Regions from separate parts of the Mus musculus genome. Here all the other regions are linked to region 1. A link is a contact called in public Hi-C data. All regions are on one chromosome and are shown on one strand. Each heading gives the region's core, a stretch centred on a gene start, on an enhancer-like site or on the middle of the called end of the contact. The rest is flanking DNA. Distances are from core to core; before and after follow the strand shown.

Evidence for each region. Hi-C and Micro-C count contacts between places; a contact is called where the count stands out from the background.
Region 2: a Hi-C map of cerebellar granule neurons shows a contact between it and region 1, with 2.3 times the contacts expected there. The contact joins the enhancer-like site here to the promoter of Pak7 in region 1. A contact is called at or near these places in 3 of 39 promoter capture datasets (3T3-L1-derived adipocytes, hippocampal neurons and trophoblast stem cells), 9 of 484 Hi-C or Micro-C datasets (brain, cerebellar granule neurons, cerebellum and 6 more), 1 of 115 datasets of contacts at active chromatin or transcription factors (neural progenitor cells) and 1 of 9 other capture datasets (pancreatic islet).
Region 3: a Hi-C map of cerebellar granule neurons shows a contact between it and region 1, with 2.2 times the contacts expected there. The contact joins the enhancer-like site here to the promoter of Pak7 in region 1. A contact is called at or near these places in 4 of 39 promoter capture datasets (the 3T3-L1 cell line, 3T3-L1-derived adipocytes, hippocampal neurons and 1 more), 2 of 484 Hi-C or Micro-C datasets (cerebellar granule neurons and cortical neurons) and 1 of 9 other capture datasets (pancreatic islet).

What each region holds. Positions count from the first base shown.
Region 1 is chr2:136,386,174-136,390,083 of GRCm38.p6, reverse strand. It overlaps Pak7 (p21 (RAC1) activated kinase 7), which reads left to right and starts at 2,117. Exons shown (of 10, transcript NM_172858.2): 1 at 2,117-2,430.
Region 2 is chr2:136,299,478-136,303,901 of GRCm38.p6, reverse strand. The region is part of intron 1 of Pak7 (p21 (RAC1) activated kinase 7); the gene reads left to right. Among named protein-coding and RNA genes, the nearest start is that of Pak7, 86 kb to the left of the region's middle. Within about 2 kb of position 2,306, at least 9 of the 459 cell types and tissues checked have an H3K27ac peak or open chromatin away from gene starts, as enhancers often do. A contact at or near this core is called in cerebellar granule neurons, cerebellum and olfactory sensory neurons, where this site is marked.
Region 3 is chr2:136,280,547-136,284,821 of GRCm38.p6, reverse strand. The region is part of intron 1 of Pak7 (p21 (RAC1) activated kinase 7); the gene reads left to right. Among named protein-coding and RNA genes, the nearest start is that of Gm39942, 100 kb to the right of the region's middle. Within about 2 kb of position 2,586, at least 2 of the 459 cell types and tissues checked have an H3K27ac peak or open chromatin away from gene starts, as enhancers often do. A contact at or near this core is called in cerebellar granule neurons, where this site is marked.

The DNA.
Region 1 (3,910 bases), core at 868-3,367:
CTTCTTCATTTGGGTGGGAATGATCCTTTAAGTCACTCTTTAGTTCAGACAAGTTTTGAATTCATGATTCTCCTGTCTCAGCCTCCTGAGTAGCTGGGACCATGGACCTGTACTAGGATACTCAGCCCTTCCTGCAGCTCTCAGGAATGGTTGTTTGTAGGTTTATAAGATATATTGTTTAGAGGACTTCTCTTCTACTAAGTTTATTTGGTTTTGGTGTCAGGGAAATTATAGCCTCATAAATTAGTTGAGCCATGTGTTCTCTTGCTTTCTGGGAAATAATTGTGTGAAAATAGTTTTTGTTTTGTTTTTGTTGTTTTGTATTTTACACTACTTAGAGCGTTTCTCTAGTGAAACCATCTAAGCCTGGTAGTTTCCTTTGGAGCAGATTTTCATTTATGATTTTTTTCTATCAGTTGTTTCATGGCTATTCATGATGGCATAATTATAATATAAAATTATATTATTCAGATTATATAGTTCACTTTGGCAGTGTGTGCACTTTTTATTGATACTAAAACTACAAGTAAACTTCATCTTAATAAAATATTTCCTGTCATTTGCATCTGTCCAAGTCCACATAGGGGAAAGTAAAGAATAGAAAATATTATGCCAATGGCCATGGGACAGCAATCCAGTTGGTGAGAGGTGAGGTAGGGCTATTTGAGCAGTTTCAAGCATTGATAAATTTATTGACTTTAGTCATATGAATGGGAAAAATAGGATTTGATAGGCCAAGATACATATGTCCTTCACACTTAGAAACATCAGTGGAGAACAGTGACCATCTATCTGTTCTGTGATCTATTTTTTAAAGATTTATTTTTATGTGTATATATGTGTCTGGATGCTTCTTTGTGTACCAGGTGGAAAAAGGCACCACTGATACCAGAGGAGTGTGTGAGATCCACTGGAGTCAGAGTCACGTACAGCTCGGACCCACCCTATACAACTGAACCTGGGACCTCTGGATGGGCAACATGAGTTCTTAACAGCTGTGGCAATATCTTTAGCACCAGCTCCTGCCATGATTCTGTTTTGATATATAAGTTACTTCAGTGAAAGTAGTGTGTGAACAGATAAGCCACGGGGACAGGAGATGATAAGCATCTACTATTCACTAGCAAACTGGCCCTGTTTTATAACCGACTTATTCAGTTATAGGATCAGACACTATATTCTCATAAGGACAATCTAGAGATCTCTGAGGATGAAGAAGGATGTGGCTCTCTCAAAACCAAGATTAAAGTCTCTTGGTTGGTTTTGTGAATTGATTGGTTTCATGTGGGCAGTGACTAATCTCAATATTACCGATACCTCCTGTGGTCTTTTGCTCTCAAAAGACCAGTCAGTCTCAACTGTCAAGCCCAGCCTTGACATTACATCGAACCTCTCAGGTTTTGTCCCAGGCTCAGAGAAGACAGGTAGACAGTCAGGATAGACTGGTTCAGGCTTGAATTGGACAACAGGTCAACAACAGGTCAACTGACTGAGCACGAGTTTCCTAGTCTCAAGTATCAAAGCGATTGTGAATTGATCCAAGAGCCCATCGTCTCCGAAACTCCTAATTCTAGATCAAACTAATGGTTTTATGCTGTCTTCAGTGTGTGCCCTACAAAGCCTCTTTCCAGGAAAGGCATGACATCCCAGGGGACATCCTCCCTTGAACCGCTGCTATCATCAAAAGCTGAAGGTAACTCCTTAGGCTGATAAGTCCATTGCTGATTAAAGACTCCATGACCAATTAGAGGTTATAGAAGATGTTTCTGGATTCTTGCACCTCCTGACCTTTCAGAGGACCAGCCGAATGGCACGGGGACTTTCAGGACCAGGCAGTTGAATCCAAATCTGTATTTTAAATCAAAGGCTCATTAAAGTTTGCGAAGCACAGGACCAGGTGATGCTAAAGAGACTAGCTAGCATACTGATGTAGTGCGGCTTTGCAAAGGTCCTATAGAAAATTTGGACAAACTGGGATGTTCAGGGAGGGGTATGCGGGAGTAGCCCGCAGGGGGATGGTAGAAGGAAAGTGTGATCCGATTGGCTGTTTTCTCCAGCTCGGGCGTGCAGACACTCCCTCCACACTCCCCCTTTCACCCCCCTCAATTGCTACAGCTTTCCTACAGCGGGCTGCTCCTAAAACCCGGAGCAGCTGAGTGGTCTCAGCGGACAGTCCTCCTAGGGGCGAAGCCAGGCGGCTTGGGCATGCTCAGTAGCTGGGAGAGGTTTGGGAGGAGAGTAAAAAGCTTTGACTCTGCCCCCACCCCCTCCTCTAGCCCCCGCCCCCCTTGCCCCTTCCCAGCCGTAGTAGTTCCCTGGCGTGCGCCCGTGGAGAGCAGGAACATGGCGCTTGGAGCGATATAACAGATGTAGCAGCAGCGGAGAAGCAGATGAGGTACCGCGACTTCTCTGCTGACAGCCAGCCACCAGGTAGGCAGGAGCACCGGGCAGGTCGGCTTATGGGTAGCGGCTCCAGAAGGGGCGCTTGCCAAGATGCGCACGGTTGCTACACCGGGCATCTGGCTTTGCCTAGAGAGGATGCGAAAGGAGACCTCTATGACAGCACAATTGATTGTGCATCTCCTAGGAGATGCCAAAGGCTGGGGACCTCTGAGAATGGGCAAGGGATCCAGGGTCCGCCCACTCCCCAACCCCCAATCTTTGCGATATCATCCAGCTTGGGCTCTTCACCGGTCAAATAAAGGATAGCGCTCTTATGCTAGGATGGAGGGCGTAGGAGATCACCCTGGATGCCAGCTCTAGGAGTCTGCTGGTACCCCGAAAGGCTAGCAAGCCCAGCAGCAGTTCTTTGTGTATGCACTCGCGCACGCCCTGCCGGTGATACGACAGTGCCTGCTGCTCCCAGGGAGTGCTGGATGCATTGCCAGGGCAGGGTTCCCATATGGTTTTTGTCTTTTAGCAGGTGTGGACCACCAGATGCAATAGCGGAACCTTTATGGGACTGTGTTTTCCTTTGTTGTTTGTCTCTGTTCGCTTAGTGGGTTGCAATGGATTGGGAAAGAACTTCTGCTTGTGAACATTGGTGGACAGAATGTGGAAGAGAATATCACTTCCAAACTCTGGTTAAAATTCTGTACAATGTCAGTCTCCTAGAGGATAAACTTGGAAAGTCTCAGGACTGTCAAGTGTCCAGTTTAGGGCACAAATGTGAGCATCCGTTTTGAAACCGAGTGTGTCTGGAGCTTTCCATTGTGATAGGGTAGAAGTTAATTTGCCAGCATTCATATCTCAATTAAGGGAGCCCTAACCTTTCAAAGAACTGAACAGATCTTTTAAATATTAGAGTAGTAAAGAAAAAAATGTCTTGGCCAATAATTGATAACGACTTGGAAAACTGGATACACTTCTGGGGAAATAGGTACTTCACAAAACATCAGAGACCCTCTTGTGGCATTTGGTGTAAAGGCAGCATCTTTAATTTACAGATGGACACATTACTCCCTGAAGAAGTCCCTCCTACACAAGCCTTCTTAAAGTTGACATTCTGCAACAACAGATGTGACACCTTACAGTTGTATCTGTTATGATTAGCAGCATAGCCCCCTGAGAGGGAGGAAAGGTAAATTTAGAACACACCTTCATCCCCTGTTTTATCTTTTCAGGCTGGGCATCTGTCTGTGAATATGAAGTTTAGATACTTTCCTCTGCACTTACACTATTTATTCTTATGATCTCCTTAGGTGGCAAGAATGAGTCAGTATTGTGATAATGAAACAGAGACTGCAGGAGGGAAATGAATTTAAGTAGAGTAAAGCTATAAGTGTCCAATCTGATAACACCTTGACTTTGAATACACGTGTGCAAAGCAGAACTTCTAATGAAAGCTGTAGAAGCTAATGGCAAGTTCATTGACAATACTTGTAGTAGAATAAACTTCGTGTTCCTCTGT
Region 2 (4,424 bases), core at 1,057-3,556, 86 kb after region 1:
ATAGCAGTCTAATAACAAATAACTTGGTACCAACAGCTTTCAATTAAATGCTGAAATTGAGAGAAGAAATGGAATGAATAAGCCAACTGTCACATAATTAATGATGTCTCATCATTGGCTTTGTAAAGTATGGGCTTCTCACTTTTGCCCAGAAATTCCTTCAGTTGAATCGAATGCTAAAGAAAAATACTCTGAAAACCTGGCTTCGGAAGAGAACAGGGCTGATTCCTCTTTTAATCTTGTTTACCTGATGCTGAAAGTTTCTACACGGCTCATCCACAGGGAAACTAAACAGCCCATTCCCCAAGAGTCCTCACACATAGCAGCATAGAAACCAAAACTTCCAATTGTGAATAATAGGAAAGCAAAGAACGACCTTAAGGACCTTATCTAACAGGGATCCAAATAAACCCAGTCAAAGCATCTGAACTGCAGCCCTGAGGGGTCCTGGAACCTCTAAGGAGGCTCCGTAAAACCCCATTCTTTTGTACTAGAACACACTTTTGCTTAGGAAGAGCTAGCCAGCACTATCTCCAAGTGTAACTAGAGATGGTTCAGATAAAACTGTTACAGGAAGTTGGTGTCTAGTCTGGGTCGTTCCAGACTCTTCTTGTCATACTCAGAGAGTTAATGTAAAGGTACACACAGATTACAAATTAGCAAGGAGACTTTATTCAAAATCAAACTGACAGTATGGGTCAGATACACTGTCAAGAGTGACAGTGGGAGTTTGAGTTAAGAATAGGGCTCCAAATTTCCATCCATGTCTTTCTTTGTGGAGTCCAAGACAGGGAGGAGTTTTGTTGTTACCAGGGAAGAATATGGAAATTTCTCTACTTTGATTGGCAGATTTCAATAGTAGGGTTTTTTTTTTTCTATTTTGTATCTCCCTTCCCACGATGTATGTGATCGCATAAACATAATGTTGTAAACCCTTAAAAGTTCACTTAGAGGTTACAACCTTACTGTTCATGTGTCTAAAACCAAGACAAGACAGATGGGCTGATTGGATATAGTTCTTAAGTATGTTTAAATGAAAATGGAGCATTATCAAAGAGGCAAGGAGAGTAACTTACTCCATCATTCAGAAGTAGGGTATATATGGAGATCAATATAAGTTGGGTGTCCCAGGTTGCTAAGTACATTATTAGGAGACAGATGTGTGCATAACCTAAGCCAAGTAGAATCACTGATTGCTAAGCTATGTCCTATGCTTTCCTGCCTCAAAATCAGCCAAATATATGTCTTTGGAATCTGTATACTTCATCAGCCACACATATTAGGGCACTTACTTAGCTAAAGTCAATTCCCCAACAGAATGTATGCCATAAATACATAATTTCCAGGTTAATTGCATGTAAAAAATCAAGGCATACCAGGTGTTAAGAGACTTAGATAAGAAGTTTCTAGGTCATCTTCCTGCTGATGAATCTCAACATCGAGTTTATAATGAAGTCTGTTCTTGGCAGGGCCAGAATCCCCACTGGGACATCCTAGCAAGGAGTGACTAAGTGAGAGCTTCACTGTAAATTCTCCTTTTCTCACACTTGCATAGTGCTCTACATTTGAAGAATGTTTTATTATGGTGAATACACCCAAAGATGTACCTTGGGATGCTGTTAAAGATGTACCATTCAGAAACCAGGTATAGAGATAAATCAAGAACATACCATTTCATGATAGACCCACCTGTGTGTACGCACATGAGAGAGAGAGAGAGAGAGAGAGAGAGAGAGGGAGAGGGAGAGGGAGAGGGAGAGGGAGAGGGAGAGGGAGAGGGAGAGGGAGAGGGAGAGGGAGAGGGAGAGGGAGAGGGAGAGGGAGAGAGAGAGAGAGAGAGAGAGAGAGAACTGCGTGTTTTAAAGAGCAGCACTCTAAAACAAACAACAGAAATGAGAGACAACCTGTGTAACAGCAAGTGCTTTGGGAAAAGTCGTCTGTTTAAGCAGAACTTGATCTATTTGCTTAAGTTAAAGACCTGTCTGAGAGTTTATCTGGGAGAATCATCATCAATGTGTGTAATTTATTTATGGGATATCTGGATGCCTTTACCACACAAGATTTAAAAAAATTAAAATCTACATCTATCGACTGACTCAATAGAACAACACCACTTTTGTTTTTATTTTTGAATGCATCTTCCTGAGTTTCAATAGTAACCTTTGCTACAGAGGCAATAATAAGAGTAAGATGATTTTCCTTCCAATTGATTTGGCTTTTCCATGAAAGAAATACTGTACACTTGGCACCTAGCATGTATTGTGCCATCTGTCTGCTGGTTCCCTTGCTGTGAACAGATTCACAGTAGCATGTGGGTGGGGGAGGATCCTTTTTAGACTCTTTCCTAAGAAGGTCAACTCTATGTGGCACTGGCTGTCTTTGAGTGATAGAGAACAGAAAATACATTGCTTTATTCAGCTTTCCATGCCTTATGCTTTAAGAAGTTGTGCATGTGGTAGGACCATTGCTGGTCTCCAATGTCTCTTTACATCTTTCTAAGGTAGGATTTAAAGTGAGAACAAAATACAGGGACCCTAAGTAACAACTTGTCAATATCAATGGTTTGCAAAGTCCTGAATTAGAGAAAGAAAAGAGGGAGGGTAGTTTTTTCTGCTTGTTTACTGAGATTCCATTTATTGTTACTAATAGAAACTAGTGAAGAATGGATTTTGTTTAAAGCCCCTTAAGTTTCAACTAGTTCCCCTATTATGTCCCCTGAAGACCATCATGTGGTACCAATCCTCAATTGATAGGTGAAAACTTTAAGGATAAGAGATGTTAAGCAATTTGCCATGATTTTTCAGGAGAATGAAGGCTATAGATCATTTCTCTTACTGTTAACCATGATAGACATGCTTAAATTCCTACAGGTACTGTAGGAATAACATGTAAGTGGAATTGGTTTCTTTTTCTTGTATACTGCAAGACCACTCCATACCTGTGTCCTGTGGCCCTGGCATCTTCACTTTTCTGGCTTCTCCACTCCAGGGGTCACTCAGGACTTCTCTATAGGAATTCAAATTTTGGTACACAGTGACTGGTCTTAGATGTTTTCCACGAACTCATCAATCTTGGGTTCCACATGGACAAAATTTATAAGACCACAGAGCTTTGCTAACTGGAGATGTAGCCAAGTTCTCTTGGACCACAGCTATATCCACTTCTGTATGTTGACCCTAAGGAAATACTTTCCAAGGCAATTGCTTTCAAGAATCAGGGAATCCTTTCACCCTAGGCTTTCTTCCTTTAAATGAATTTAGATAATCACAATATGTTGCCTGAAATGGGTGGGGTCTTCTCCTTAAGTAATCCCTCTACTGTCACATAGACATGTGAGTTCTCTACTACAGGACTGATCATTTTACCAACTATAGCTGCCTCTTTAGCACCATCCTGAATACTGCCTCACCTTGAAATTTCTCCAGTCAAACAAATCAATATATATCTTTCAAAGTTACAAATCAGTACATCTCTTTCAAATATAATATCACTCAAACTCTCAGGACATAAGCAGAATACAGCTAGGTTCTTGTACAAAGTTTTACACTAGTGGCCCCTAGTCCAATTACTGATAGAGTCCTTATTACCCTCTGAAGCCTTATTAGCTGGGCCTTCATCATACACATTTCTTATGGTCTCCACTAGAAGAGCCCATTAAGCTTTGCTTCAAACATAGTATTTCTTGGCAATATATCCACAAAACAATTCCAGCCACAAAACAATTCAAGTGGCATAAGAAATACATAGTTCGGTTTATCACAATTTTTGTCTTAATTTTATTTCTAGCTTCTGTGGCCAAAACACTCTGACAAAGGTAACTTATGAGAGATAAGGTTTATTTCAGCTCAGAGTTTAAGAGCATAGTCCAAAAGTCAAGACTTCAGGAACTTGAAACAGCTAGTCATATTCATAGTCAAGAAGAGAGAAAGAACAAATGCATGCACACTAAGTGCATTCTCCACCCTCATCCTTCTTCTTTTATCTAGTTTAGGATTCCAAATCCAGGGGATGGTCCCACCCATAGTGGGCGTTTTTCTCATGTTACTAATATAGTAAAGAGAATTCCCCACAGAAGAGTCTGAAGGAGATAATACCTTGTTGAGACTCTCCACTCAGGTGAGTCTAGATTGTGTCAAGTTGACAATAAACCTAACTGTGACAACTATGGTTGCCCAAGACATTTTAATAATAATAATTAATAATAATAATAATAAAATAATTTCTAGAGGTCAATTGTGGGGCAGGGTTTAGGAGTATAATCTATGACAGAAAAGGTCTAAGCTGGCAGGGAAGATATTTCAACATTCTAGGGCCAAGATTTTATGTTTCGATTGAAGAAGTCTGAGCTGTATGAAGCCCCAGAAACCATCTGAATTGAGCATTTTATTTTCAAGCATTTAGTCATGTGGGTGAAATTTCAATTT
Region 3 (4,275 bases), core at 1,337-3,836, 110 kb after region 1:
AGAGACTTGAAGTTTTTATCATACAGATCTTTCACTTCCTTAGTTAGAGTCACGCCGAGATATTTTATATTATTTGTGACTATTGAGAAGGGTGTTGTTTCCCTAATTTCTTTCTCAACTTTCTTCTCTATTGTCTTGAAGCCCCTTATTTTGGGTGCTAGAGACTAAACTCAGAGCCTCAGGCATACTAGACAAGAGTTTTATCATTAAGAGTTGCTCCTTTCCTGATTATCTTCCCAACCTTTCTACAATCATTTACTATCCTTTCATTCACTCACAGTGTAGCCCAGGCTGGTGTCTTCCTGACTCAGCCTCCCAGACCATGAGATGATAGATGTGAGCCACCATTTCCACCTTTAGTTTAATTGTTTGGAATTTTAACCACTTTAAAGCAAGTTTGAAATATTTCGTTCATCTTTATGCCTGGATGGTATTCCATTATATTAACATATCATATCTTATTCATCCATTGATCTTTTAATGGACATCTGTGCTGTTTCTACCATTTATATTTCATGAATAGTAGCACTATGAACATCCCTATATGAAGGGTTATGTGCTTGCTCTTGGATCTTCTCAGTATACACTGAGGCGTGGAATTGTTTTGTGGTAGCACAGCAGCCATGTAATGTTTTAAGACATGCAAGTAAATATTTAGAGTTCCAAAGGAACTTGAAAGACTCATCAGAAACATTAAAATAATTTTGTGCTATGGTAGTGATTATTTGTCTTGATTTTGTTGTATAAAAAGAATTCTGGTAACTGTTGCTTGTTCACAGTGCAAATGTTGTGTCAAAAGTGCCAGAGTCACTCTAATGTGGCTTAACAAAGTTTGGATTTTCCCTGGGCACAGATATGTCCAATATCTAGGTTGGTTGCTTGTCAGAGTAAGAGGGGGGAGGGGGAGATTTTTTTATACTCCAATACAATTTCACACACACACACAACCCTGAATTCAATCTAAATCCGTGGTTCTCAAGTTGTGGGGCCTGACTTCTTTGGAGGGTCATACATTGGATATTTACATTACAATTCATAAGGGTATCAAAACTACAGTTATGAAGTAGCAAAGAAATAATTTTATGGTTGGAGTTCACCACAACGTGAACATAACTGTTAGAGGACCTCAGTCTTAAGAAGGCTGAGAACCTCTGATCTAAGAACCCTCAGGATATGCTGTCGAACCCCGTCTGATCATGATCAGAAAGATAACCATGAACATTGCTGGATGACCGTCTGTCTGCTCTTCATAGCTCTCCCTCTGTCTACCTCTCCATACCGCCATTCTCTCACTTTATCCAATGTCTCAGGGTATGCAAGCCTAGGTCATATTACCTATTCTCCATGCTCTTCTATTATGAGTGATGAAAGAATCTTCAGGCTCTAGAGACATTATCATCAGGTTTTGAGGGAACCAATTTCCATTTTCTATGTCAGATAAACTTAAATTACTAAGCATGAAACACTTAAGAATTAAAATACCTTTATAAACCTAATATTGTATGGCACTTTAGATGATCTTATACATACACAATATCACTTAGTTCTCTGAAATATATGAGTGCTGACATTACCTTGGGTTTATATTGAGGAAGTCCACATCCAGAAGAGTGCAGCCAGAAAAGTTAAAAAAAAATCAAGTTCAGCTCAATGGACCTGAAACATGGGGCACCCAGTACACAAAAACGTTAGTGCTCTTCCACCAGACCAGAAGAAAAAGTTGATTCAAACCTGATCATTTGGATTCTCTGTATAAAGAATATTACTCCAAAAATCCCTATTGTTAGTGTTCTGCAAGATAAAAAGAATGTTTACATGAGAATATGCAGTTCCTAGCCCTTGAAAAAACATAATCCTTCTACTGTCCCAGAGGAATGAAGAGGACAAATGTCCAAGCAGGGGGTTATTCTGTAGAAAAAGGTGAATGTGCCTTAAAAAAAAAGACCTTCATTATTTCATGAAAACAAAAACAGAAAATAGTTCTTGGTGCAAATTTGAGGTAATCCAGGTGCAGTGTGGGCTCTGAGAAGTTTCCCTGGAGAGGTTTTGCTCTGCAGGTGCACAAATAATTATGACAAAAACAAAACGTGTACCCATATGCCACAGTTTCCAAGCTATGAATGAAAGAAAATCCCTATCTGAGTGAACTTTGTTTTCAACCCCACTCCAAAGTTATTTAGTGAAATGGTTAGTGTTTCTGTGGTGTTTCTTTCTCTGTCTCTGTCTCTGTCTCTGTCTCTCTGTCTCTCTCTCTCTGCCTCTCTCTCCCTCTTTCCTGAAAGTATAGCACACCTCCTTCAATCAGAGAGGAAAGATGACAGGATGCTGGGTTCTGGTTATAAATATTTCATTGTACGCAGAGAGGAAGATCACAGAGGGGCAGATGAGTTGAGTAGCTGGGAAGCAAATGTGATGTTGTTTACAGATCCTCAGAGGAGAAGCATAGAAAACTGCCCCTGCAAATACCTAATAAAAAATGGAAAAAAAAAAAAAAGAAAACTGCCCCTGCCAGCCTGCTGTCTGCTGGGCTTTTACACTGCCAAACCTGGTCATGAAACCCTTTGTGAACCTCCTGGCAGGGGAATGCTTCCAGGTGAGCTGGGGAACACAGCATCTGAGAAGGCTAACATAGCCACATTGGGGAGTACAGTGAGAGTGGCTGTATGGTGCAGAATATGTATTTTGAGAAGGATGCTCTGTAGTAATTTCATTTAGAAAGGTTGTACCTTCATGAAAACAACAGTTGAAAAACATAAACGAAGTGTTAGGTTGATTATGTGAAGCCATTTTTGTTTTCGCCCTTCTCCCCAAAGCCTCCAGGTTGTTAGAAAACTTCAAGTCACTGGATTTAACATCTTTTACGATTACTAAACATTTTATTCCACATAATAGCACAGATATCATATATCAAGTCCTCCATTCTCAATATTGCATCTCTGCAAACTAAAGAGGATGGGGTAAAAGGTACCTGATGCAGCAGACATTATCAGATTTCAGACTTAGAGAGACCTATGCTGGCCAAACCCCTTAAAACCCATCTGCCCAGGTGTGGCTATCCATCAGTGGGAGAAGACAGGCAAGGGGTGGCTGTAACTGTGTGGGCTATACAGTTGATGGAGTAGCTTGGCTCTGTTTTATGTAAGGTAGAATTTTGAATTCTTTTTGTTTTTTTTTTTTTTTTTTGGTTTTGGTTTTGGTTTTGGTTTTGGATTTTCGAGACAGGGTTTCTCTGTACAGCCCTGGCTGTCCTGGAACTCACTTTGTAGACCAGGCTGGCCTCGAACTCAGAAATCCGCCTGCCTCTGCCTCCTGAGTGCTGGGATTAAAGGTGTGCACCACCACGCCTGGCTGAATTTTGAAAATTTTAATAACTTAACCTACATGTTTATATCTGAGTCATCATTTTAATGACTTTTTGTGCTTCCAAAAATATAATGCACAAAGTTCTGTGTATCCAATATTGAAAACTCAGATTTTCGGAGAATCTATGAGAAAGGAATTTTCTGTTCACACACAGACACTACAACCACAGAGATATCTATGTCCTCACATAGGTGAGCTGTGACTTTTTTCCTTTCTATTCATTTCTTATTTTATTTTAAATCCCCACTACCTAGCTGGGACTTATTAATTTTTTTGTTCTTGATTGATAAGTCACTGGCTTGTTTGCTTGTTTCTTCCTTTCTTCCTTTCTTTCTTCCTTTCTTTCTTCCTTCTTTCTTTCTTTCTTTCTTTCTTTCTTTCTTTCTTTTGCTTGTTTCTTCCTTCCTTCCTTCCTTCCTCCCTCCCTCCCTTCCTTCCTTCCTTTCTTCCTTCCTTCCTTCATTTTCTTCCTCCTCCTCTTCCTCCTCCTTCTTTTTTTGGGGGATCTAAATTCATTGATTAAAAGGCTATGTGGACTAATTTATATATACTACTGAAAACATGAGCTAACTTACCCTTTTTTATTTCCCAAAGGCCAGTGGTCACTTCCATTTTATCCCATAAACCACTACATATTCCAGAAAGTCACACCTTGTCTTCATTTTTTGAATAAGTCAATGAACAAGGGAATAATCCACCACATCAGGTGATTCAGCTAGTACAAGAAGGAGCCTGAGCCAACCCCTTACTGAAGCGGAGACATGCTCACATTGAAGTCAATTGGCATCATGACCTTCTATTAAGTCAGATACTTTCTAGTGTCTTTCTAGTTCAGAACTGAATCAAAAGTTTTACGTTTGTAAAACACGTCAAATTGTCTTTTGTTATATGTCATACCTACATGACTCAGTT